2 separate regions of the Mus musculus genome follow, and region 2 is linked to region 1. The links are chromatin contacts, called in public HiChIP or PLAC-seq maps. All regions are on one chromosome and are shown on one strand. The core of a region is the stretch at or near the end of the contact, and the rest is flanking DNA. Distances in the headings are between cores, read along the strand shown. Region 1 overlaps Ipo11 (importin 11). Region 2 holds the start of Dimt1 (DIM1 dimethyladenosine transferase 1-like (S. cerevisiae)).

Evidence for each region. HiChIP or PLAC-seq counts read pairs in DNA pulled down with a chosen protein or histone mark.
Region 2: a contact with region 1 is called in an H3K27ac HiChIP or PLAC-seq map of embryonic stem cells, with 7 read pairs. The contact joins the promoter of Dimt1 here to the enhancer-like site in region 1. A contact is called at or near these places in 1 of 484 Hi-C or Micro-C datasets (the N1E-115 cell line), 4 of 115 datasets of contacts at active chromatin or transcription factors (the SCID.adh cell line and embryonic stem cells) and 3 of 9 other capture datasets (adipose tissue, liver and pancreatic islet).

The regions. Positions count from the first base shown.
Region 1 is chr13:106,883,713-106,887,642 of GRCm38.p6, reverse strand. Ipo11 (importin 11) reads left to right here. Exons shown (of 30, transcript NM_029665.4): 13 at 886-976. Among named protein-coding and RNA genes, the nearest start is that of Lrrc70, 49 kb to the right of the region's middle. Within about 2 kb of position 2,177, at least 14 of the 459 cell types and tissues checked have an H3K27ac peak or open chromatin away from gene starts, as enhancers often do. A contact at or near this core is called in embryonic stem cells, where this site is marked.
Region 2 is chr13:106,945,364-106,949,293 of GRCm38.p6, reverse strand. Dimt1 (DIM1 dimethyladenosine transferase 1-like (S. cerevisiae)) reads right to left here and starts at 2,165. Exons shown (of 12, transcript NM_025447.4): 1 at 2,011-2,165; 2 at 1,635-1,708; 3 at 507-593. The coding sequence starts at 2,089.

The sequences.
Region 1 (3,930 bases), core at 928-3,427:
AAGTACCTTTAATCACTGAGCTATCTCTGCAGCTCATGCCTCAATGCTTTTAAGAATGTAGATAAGGCTGGACAGGTGGCTCAGCAACTAGGAGCACTTGTTCCTCTTGTAGAGGACCTGGTTCAGTTCCCAGTATCTCCACAAGGACTCAAAACCATCCTTAACTCCAGTTCTAGCCAGTGCCTTTTTGCTCCATGAATGCCAGACATAAGGTTCATTTACCTACACACAGGCAAACATATACACATAAAATAAAGATAAATAAATATTTTTAAAACCAAATAACATATTCTTTATGTAGCTAAATAGGTCTTGTTGCTGTTTATGTTTCTTAAAAGAAATGTTATTTTTCATGGTGAATTGAATTTATGAACTGCAGTGGATAGTCATGTCTGTGAAAACACATTATTAAATATATCACCTCTGTCCTTAGATACTCAGTCATTTTACTTACATTTAAATGAGTATGGCTACTTTAAAGTACAGCAAATTAAAGATACTTTGAGTATCTAATACTAAATGATCACAAAAATGAAAAGCAGGTTTTGTTGTGAATTAACATCCTTCATTCCTTTGTAATTAAAAAAAAAAAACTTTGCTAGGGCTAGAAGCCAGGCTTCACGTGTGTCCTGCACTGAGCCCCAGCCCCAGCCCCAGTCCCAGCCCCAGTCCCAGCCCCAGCCCCAGCCCCAGCCCCAGCCACAGCCACAGCCACAGCCACAGCCACAGCCCTAGCCACAGTAGCTCTGTTTTGTAGGAAACTAACAGTTGGTAATATTTGATTTAGAATTTGAAGACTGAATGTTTCTTTGCTTCATTGTAATAGCCAATGTAATGTGACATTCTTCTTTTTACTAGGAGTTTGTTCTTTTTCTCCCCTTCTAGCCTTGCACTGAAGTATTATTTATAGATATATTCCACGAATATAATCAAACTCTTACTCCTGTACTTCTAGAAATGATGCAAACTCTTGAAGGTAAGTTGTAGTTTGTGATAGTTTTGTCATTTACTATTCAGTTAAAATAGCCTAAGTGCCCTAATCCTGGTCATACACTGAATGTGAATCTGAGAAAGATGGACTGTGTTCTTTCCTGCAAGGATGGCATTGGAAGTCAGCTTTGAATATGATACTTCTTTTGTTGTAAACATAATAGCTCCAGAGCCACGTGACAGGTGCAGTAGCACTTGGGGGGATTTCTCTAGAGAGTGCTTGCTGTACGAAGTGGTTAGAGAAGCTCAGATGATTTGTTAGCCGTATAGAGCAGTAAGATAGAAAGGACAGAGATGGAAAAGAACATGACAAAGCAAATTTAGATATTTGATCATTGTACTTTATACACAATAGTCGTTTGCTAAATAACTTCGATTCGAAGGTCAGTTTCAGGATGCATTGGACAGACTGACTTAATTCATTCTTCACCCTAGTGCCTGGTGTGCTTCATTATTGTTTGTTGATTGCCTTGAGCAACTAATTGAACTGGGAACAGAGAACTAATCAAGAGTATCCTTAAACTTTACGTCTTAATGACAGGAAAATCATTGCTTCATATATAGTGGTTGTGGAGTACTTTTAAATTAAAAAAAAAAAAAAAGGCTTCAGAGAGAAACGAGCTTCAAGGACAGGAGGAGGGGAGAGGTCCCTCAGACAAGCCAGCTGCGACTACTCCCTGGCATGGAGGAGTATGGGAGTACGTCCTGGAGAAGAACCTAGTCATAGAAGCAGCTGAAATGCTTAGAAGGCAGAGGGCAGTACAGAGACTAGATTACCCACCAGTTGGGTCAAGACTTGGGTAGGTGGAGCTGTAAGGAAAACTGAACCTCAGCGTCTCTTGGGGACTGTTATCCTTTCTTGTTCTCTCTGCCAAGGGGAACAATAAGCTGTCCATTTAGTGTGGTATCTTTAAAGGTCTGTCCGGCTTCAGGTCTGCCTCGCTGCTGGGGTGCCTGAAGCACTAAGAGGAGGCAAAACAGTTCACAATAGAGGTCCCAGTTCATGATTCCCTGGTGAAAAACAGAGGAGTCTGAGCTGTGGTTCCAGGCCTCCTGTGTCCCCAGATTCTGCTGGGGACCGCAGGGAGGTGGGAACAGTCTGAGGATCCGCACTTCTCCTCAGGGTGTCTTTGTGCCAGGCAGGAAAGGGATGGCTAAGCCTGGGACAGGTGGAATGCAGTTTGGTTCTGAGTGAAAATGCCTTCTCTAGGAGATGTGGGTGCAGCTCTTCCCAAGGAAGGCCTTCCTCCCCTGTGATCCTTGATGAAGGAGACACTTCCTGCTTGTCCAAGCTGCTTTATTTGATGTCGGGTGTGAATGCATACACCTTACTTGGGGTGACCTAGAGATTAAATCCCTTTTTTCAGAAAGGACTGCCCAGGAAGGGAGGTTCACTGACTAAACACTCAGGGCCTGTCTGCATTCCTCAGTAGCGTGGAGAACTCCAGGTTTTTGTGCTACTGTGACCGATCGTCACTGTCGTGGTTATGTGTTCCAGATCAGGGAGTTGGGAAAGGATCTGGCCCCACACACGCCTGGCCTTCTCAGTCCTGAGACTCCCCAGGTTTTGGGCCTGTTCAACCTGCCAGTTCTGTCTGGTGGCACCACCCCTTGCGTCTCAAGGTTATTTGAGCTTTGTTTGTTTTCAGGAGATTTACTCACAGTAGACAGTTAGGTTTCTTTCTGGCAGTTACAGATTGCTAAACTACATAATGCTTATACTACTTAGGTTTTGTTTTTTTTTTTTTTTTTTGTTTTTTTTAAAGATTTATTTATTTATTATATGTAAGTACACTGTAGCTGTCTTCAGACACTCCAGAAGAGGACGCCAGATCTTGTTAGGGATGGTTGTGAGCCACCATGTGGTTGCTGGGAATTGAACTCAGGACCTTCAGAAGAACAGTCGGGTGCTCTTATCTGTTGAGCCATCTCACCAGCCCCTTAGGTTTTGTTTTTGTACAATTCTCACTCTAGTCTCGGCTTAACTTTTTAACTCCTATAGAAACAAGACAAGGTGTGTTGGTTGGTTTTATGTCTACTTGACACAGCTAGAGTGATTTAGAAAGAGGGAACCTCAACTGGGAGAATATGCCCAGCGGACTGACCTGTGGGCAAGCCTGTGGTAAATTTTCTGGATTGTTGATTGCTGTGGGTGGGCCCAGCTCCCTGAGCACCGCCACACTTGTGCTTGTGGTGAGTAAGCAGACTGAGTGGGCAGCACTCCTCCGTGCTCCTGTCCAGCAGGCTCCTGCTTTCATTTCCCATACTGACTTCCTTTCGGTCATGGTGTGTTAGTATAGCAATAGAAGCCCCTACTAAGACAACAGGCTATTTAGGTTCCATTCCCATTGATTGCCAGCTGCTGTTAAGTTTTCAGTGACTTCCTAGTTGAGTTTGCTTTCTGGTTCTGGATCAGTTTGCTTCTTTGAGATTGGATCTGGCTTATTCGTACATTAAGCTTAGCAGTTCCTATTTATGAGGGACAGAGACTTTGAGGAAAGCAGTAAGCTTTTCTCTTTGGGAGATACATAGGTAAATTGTCTTGTCCAACTGTAGGGCCCTCTTTACTTTGAGATAGCTCATAAACCATTAAGCATTTGAGGTGCTGGGTATATTAACTAGCTTGATTTACTTACTCTACATTGCTTGAATGTATAATCTCTTTTTATAACTCATAAACTTATATAAATTATACATTTAAAATACAGGGTAACAATACTGTTTTTAAAAGTTGTTTTTCCCCAAAAGACAAGCACTACATGATCTTATTTATATGAAATAAGAAAAGGTTAATTTCAGAAGTTGAGAGGAGAGTGGTAGCTTCAGAGGCTGTGTGCAAGGGGGGGGCAGAATGTGGTAAGTGGGGAAGTTCTTGTGTGCCACTGTACAATAAGGTAACTATTGAACAATAGCATTTATATTTCAGAAACTTAGGGTTTG
Region 2 (3,930 bases), core at 916-3,415, 62 kb before region 1:
CATCCAGAGTAGAAACCATAGCACTCCAGGTGAATGGAAGTGGATAAAGCTGAACTATTTTCCTGCCACATCCACAGGGGCTTCACCAAGTGTCGTGACCACTTCTACATCGTAGCCATTTGAGTTTCTGATTCTGGTTGACTCCCTGACCCATTCTTCATCATCATCCTACCCTCTGAGTCTCCTGCTGAACTTGGTCCTAATGACTTTAACTTCACGGCTCTGTTCTTCCAGGCTTCATAATGGTTAGCTGCTGCCCTGTGGGTTATCTCAGACTTTCTATTTTATTATTACTCCTTTAAACACATGGCCCATTCCTATATTAGATCACCCACCAATACATCAAGTGTAGATTTTGTTTTCTTTGATAGAAAGATCTCATTTTTAGAGATAAAATTTCTAAGGGCCCACTAACTACTATTGGAACAATGCCAATTTATTAAAACATTCACATTTGTAAACCAGCTGAGCTAATTTGAGAGTAACACACGAAACCCCACTTTTACCTTTTTGGCCTTTTCTAACAGCTTGACAGTCATATTGCCAGTCCCAGGCCCAACTTCCAGCACCACATCGGTAGGTCTTAAAGCAGCCTATAAATAAACACAACTCCTTTATGCTCTGGCCCACTTGAACACAAAGTCTGTAAGTGACTGTTTCTGTTTATCAATGTACAGTTAAAGACATTTTACTCTGGCTTCATTTTTTTCAGGGTTTATGTGGTTAACAGCAGTAGTACCTCAAAGGCATTAGGTATAAGTGAAAACCTGTATTTCCTAACTTAGGGGATATACTCAGCTTCTGGAGCCAGAACAAAAGCAAGAGCAATCGGTTCTACTGGTGGGTTCCTGCTTTCTACATTGGCAATAATTCCAGCAAACTGTAACTAATTGTAACTTCCAAAGAGTTCAAATGGGAAAGAGTGCATTCAAATGGAAAAGATTTCTCAATTCTTAACCACTGTACAGTTTTAAGAATATAGTAACCATACAAAACGTTACCAGTGTGCATATGCTTATGAGTAGAATATTCGGTGAGACTGGAGAACTATACTCTATGGCTCCAGGATGCTCCCTGTACCGTCTGTATTTTACCTCCAGGCCCTCAATCCTCCATAAGCACAGCACAGTAACCCATACAGAAGGAATCCTCCAAACAGTTCATATGCAGTACCATATCTTTTCCTGAGGAACAAACTCAGTGTGATTTGGACGTAAATTTACGGTCTGGAATAAAAAGAGTAACGATGATGTACTTAGAAAGTGATCAAAATGATACACGCTTGCAAAGTGGAGTTCAAGGCTGGCTTTGACACACACCATGTTTGAGGCCACCCTGAATTACATGAGACCCAGTTCCAAAAACAAGATGGAGCCTCCAAAAAGTGGAAATAATCTGGAAATCACTGGGCAATTCTCAACCCATCCAACATATACATACAGAGCAACTATTCTGTCAGGCACCCTATCTTGGTTTATATTTTCTTAGTATGTAGGCTGCGGTCGAGCATATCACCCTGCCTCAGCTTCCCCAAATGCTGGGATAATTATGGGCATGCAACTTAGGCATACAGGCATTAAGTAGTCAGAAAAATACAATCCACAAACGCTCTGCCTTTCATCGTTAACACCCACCTTATCGATGATGCTGTTAACAATTAGAGGATTTTTCAAAATGTGTTGTCCGATCCCTGTGTTGAACATGAGTCCTGAAATAAAACACGAAGCAGCCTTAATTTCCCAACTTTTCAAGAACCGATCTCAGGCCGTCCCAGAGAAGCAGGATGGACCCGGGACGGTTTCTGCTCCAATGCATCCACAAGCGCCGCGCTCCCGGCCGGGGTTGGGATGTATCTTTGAGTCCATCCATCCCTCCTGCTGGCAAGGAAGACCAGGCGCGCGCGGGGAAGGGTCAGCGCTGAGCGCCCACCCTCCTCGGGGCGGCTAGAGGCGCAGGCCACCGTAGGGCTCCCCCGCCGCGGGTCAGTCCCAAGCATCCTCCACACCGCACCTCCAGCTCGCTTCAGCTCCCGGCGCTGCTCCTGACGATCCCGCCGGCGGCTACTCGCTGCGGACTTGGCCTTCGGCATCTTCTCGGAGGAGTCCCTGTGCCAAGCGAAAGCAGCCGGGAACCGCGTGGAAGTCGCCCTCAGTCGCCGTCACGACTAGGCGCCCGAGAGGCCCACTTCCCCGCCCACTGCGATCACCGACCCACCCAGTCAGCGGCAGGCCGGAGCCCAGTGGCTGCTGGGAATTGTAGTCTCTTATGGGCTCCTCCCGCGGCAAGGCGGACTCGAGCCCAGTGGCTGCTGAGATTGTAGTTTCTGTCTGGTGAGCTCCTCCGGAGGCAAGGCTGGCTCCAGCGGGTTAGCCACCGGATTTTAGAGTTTTAGCTGGAGCAACAACTTCCCCAAGAGCCCGATTTCCCAGAGGAAACCGCGCCGCTCAGGCAGGCAGTTAGGATTGGTTGGGTCTCGGCAAATTGGGTGCTTCATTTGGCACTGCCCTGGGACATTCTGATATCTGCGGAAAGATCTCTCGTGTCTCTCCTGTTTCCCTGCAGGTTGTGGGCTGAGAAGCCTAGGCTCGATGGACACGGAGCTTGGTGGTTTAGGGTAACATGTCTCTCCGTTGTGGAAAGCAGTTAGATTAGAATTAGCTCTCGTTCCAACACGGCACTTACTGGTTACTTCTCTATGCTTTTTGTTCATTTTCTCGTCGTTTTGCTGAGTTCCAGCACTGGAATGTCATAGTTAAAATATGCTGCTCTCAATGTTTATTTATTGAAAGATAAAGGCTATAACAATTTCAAAACCCTGTAAATGGGATTGATTACAGGTATGTGTTGGATATTGTAATGGGATTATACGCCGGGCTGTAACATACAGAATAAAAGATTCATGGCTGTTTTTCTTGCCAGTGTAATGTTTCGGTTTTAATTTTTCTGTTTGTGCGCTGAAGAAAGTCTTTGCAATCAACCACCAAAGGCTACTGCTAAGAACCTGTTCCGTAGCCTAGGTTTTTGTTTGTTTGTTTTGGTTTTTGGTTTGTTTTGTTTTTCAAGACCGGGTTTCTCTGTATAGCCCTGGCTGTCCTTGGAACTCACTTTGTAGACCAGGCTGGCCTCGAACTCAGAAATCTGCCTGCCTCTGCCTCCCAAGTGCTGGGATTAAAGGCGTGCGCCACCACCGCCCGGCTTTTTTTTTTTTTTTTTTTTTTCTCGTAGCCTAGGTTTTAGTCCTTCCTTTCTTTGCTGTAATTCGAGCACAGGGAAAGTTCTAAAATATCCTAATATAATCTTTTATTTATAGTCGACTATTATGGGGTTCCCACCAAGGAGCACTTGAACACTGCCTATGAGCCAATGGAAAGCCTTTCTTCCAGCCGCAGGTGACTACAGCTGGGTATTCCGGACCCAAGTTCATTCATCTCTGAGCCTGGAAAGCCCTCAAGGTTCCCATCCCGCAGTTGCAAGCTAACTACAGTTACAAAAGCCAAAATACGCGATTAGCAAAAAAAAAAAAAAAAAAAAAAAAAAAAAAAAAAATTATGGCGTTGTTTTTCTTTCTGGAACTTAAGCTTCCCCTCGCAGTTACTGGCACTCAGCAATTCAAAGTTCCTTCGTGGAATCTGAACATGACATCACCACTGCTTTTACAAATAGCTTATTTTTAAAAGGGGGAGGTGTGCAGTCTCACACACCTAGCAATACCCCAGACTCCTGGTCTACCTCCCAGGGACATGGCGCCAGCCTTCTCTTCCCTATGGCAGCAGCACTGCGCATGCTAGACTTCACACTCGGCCCCAAAGCTGATGTTGAGACCATGCTGAAAGGCCTTCAGTTCATTTTTCAGATGCAAGGTCACTGCACACCTATCAGGACCACAACAATTACAACCTAGGCTAGGTACACGAAAATGGCAGCTTTGGT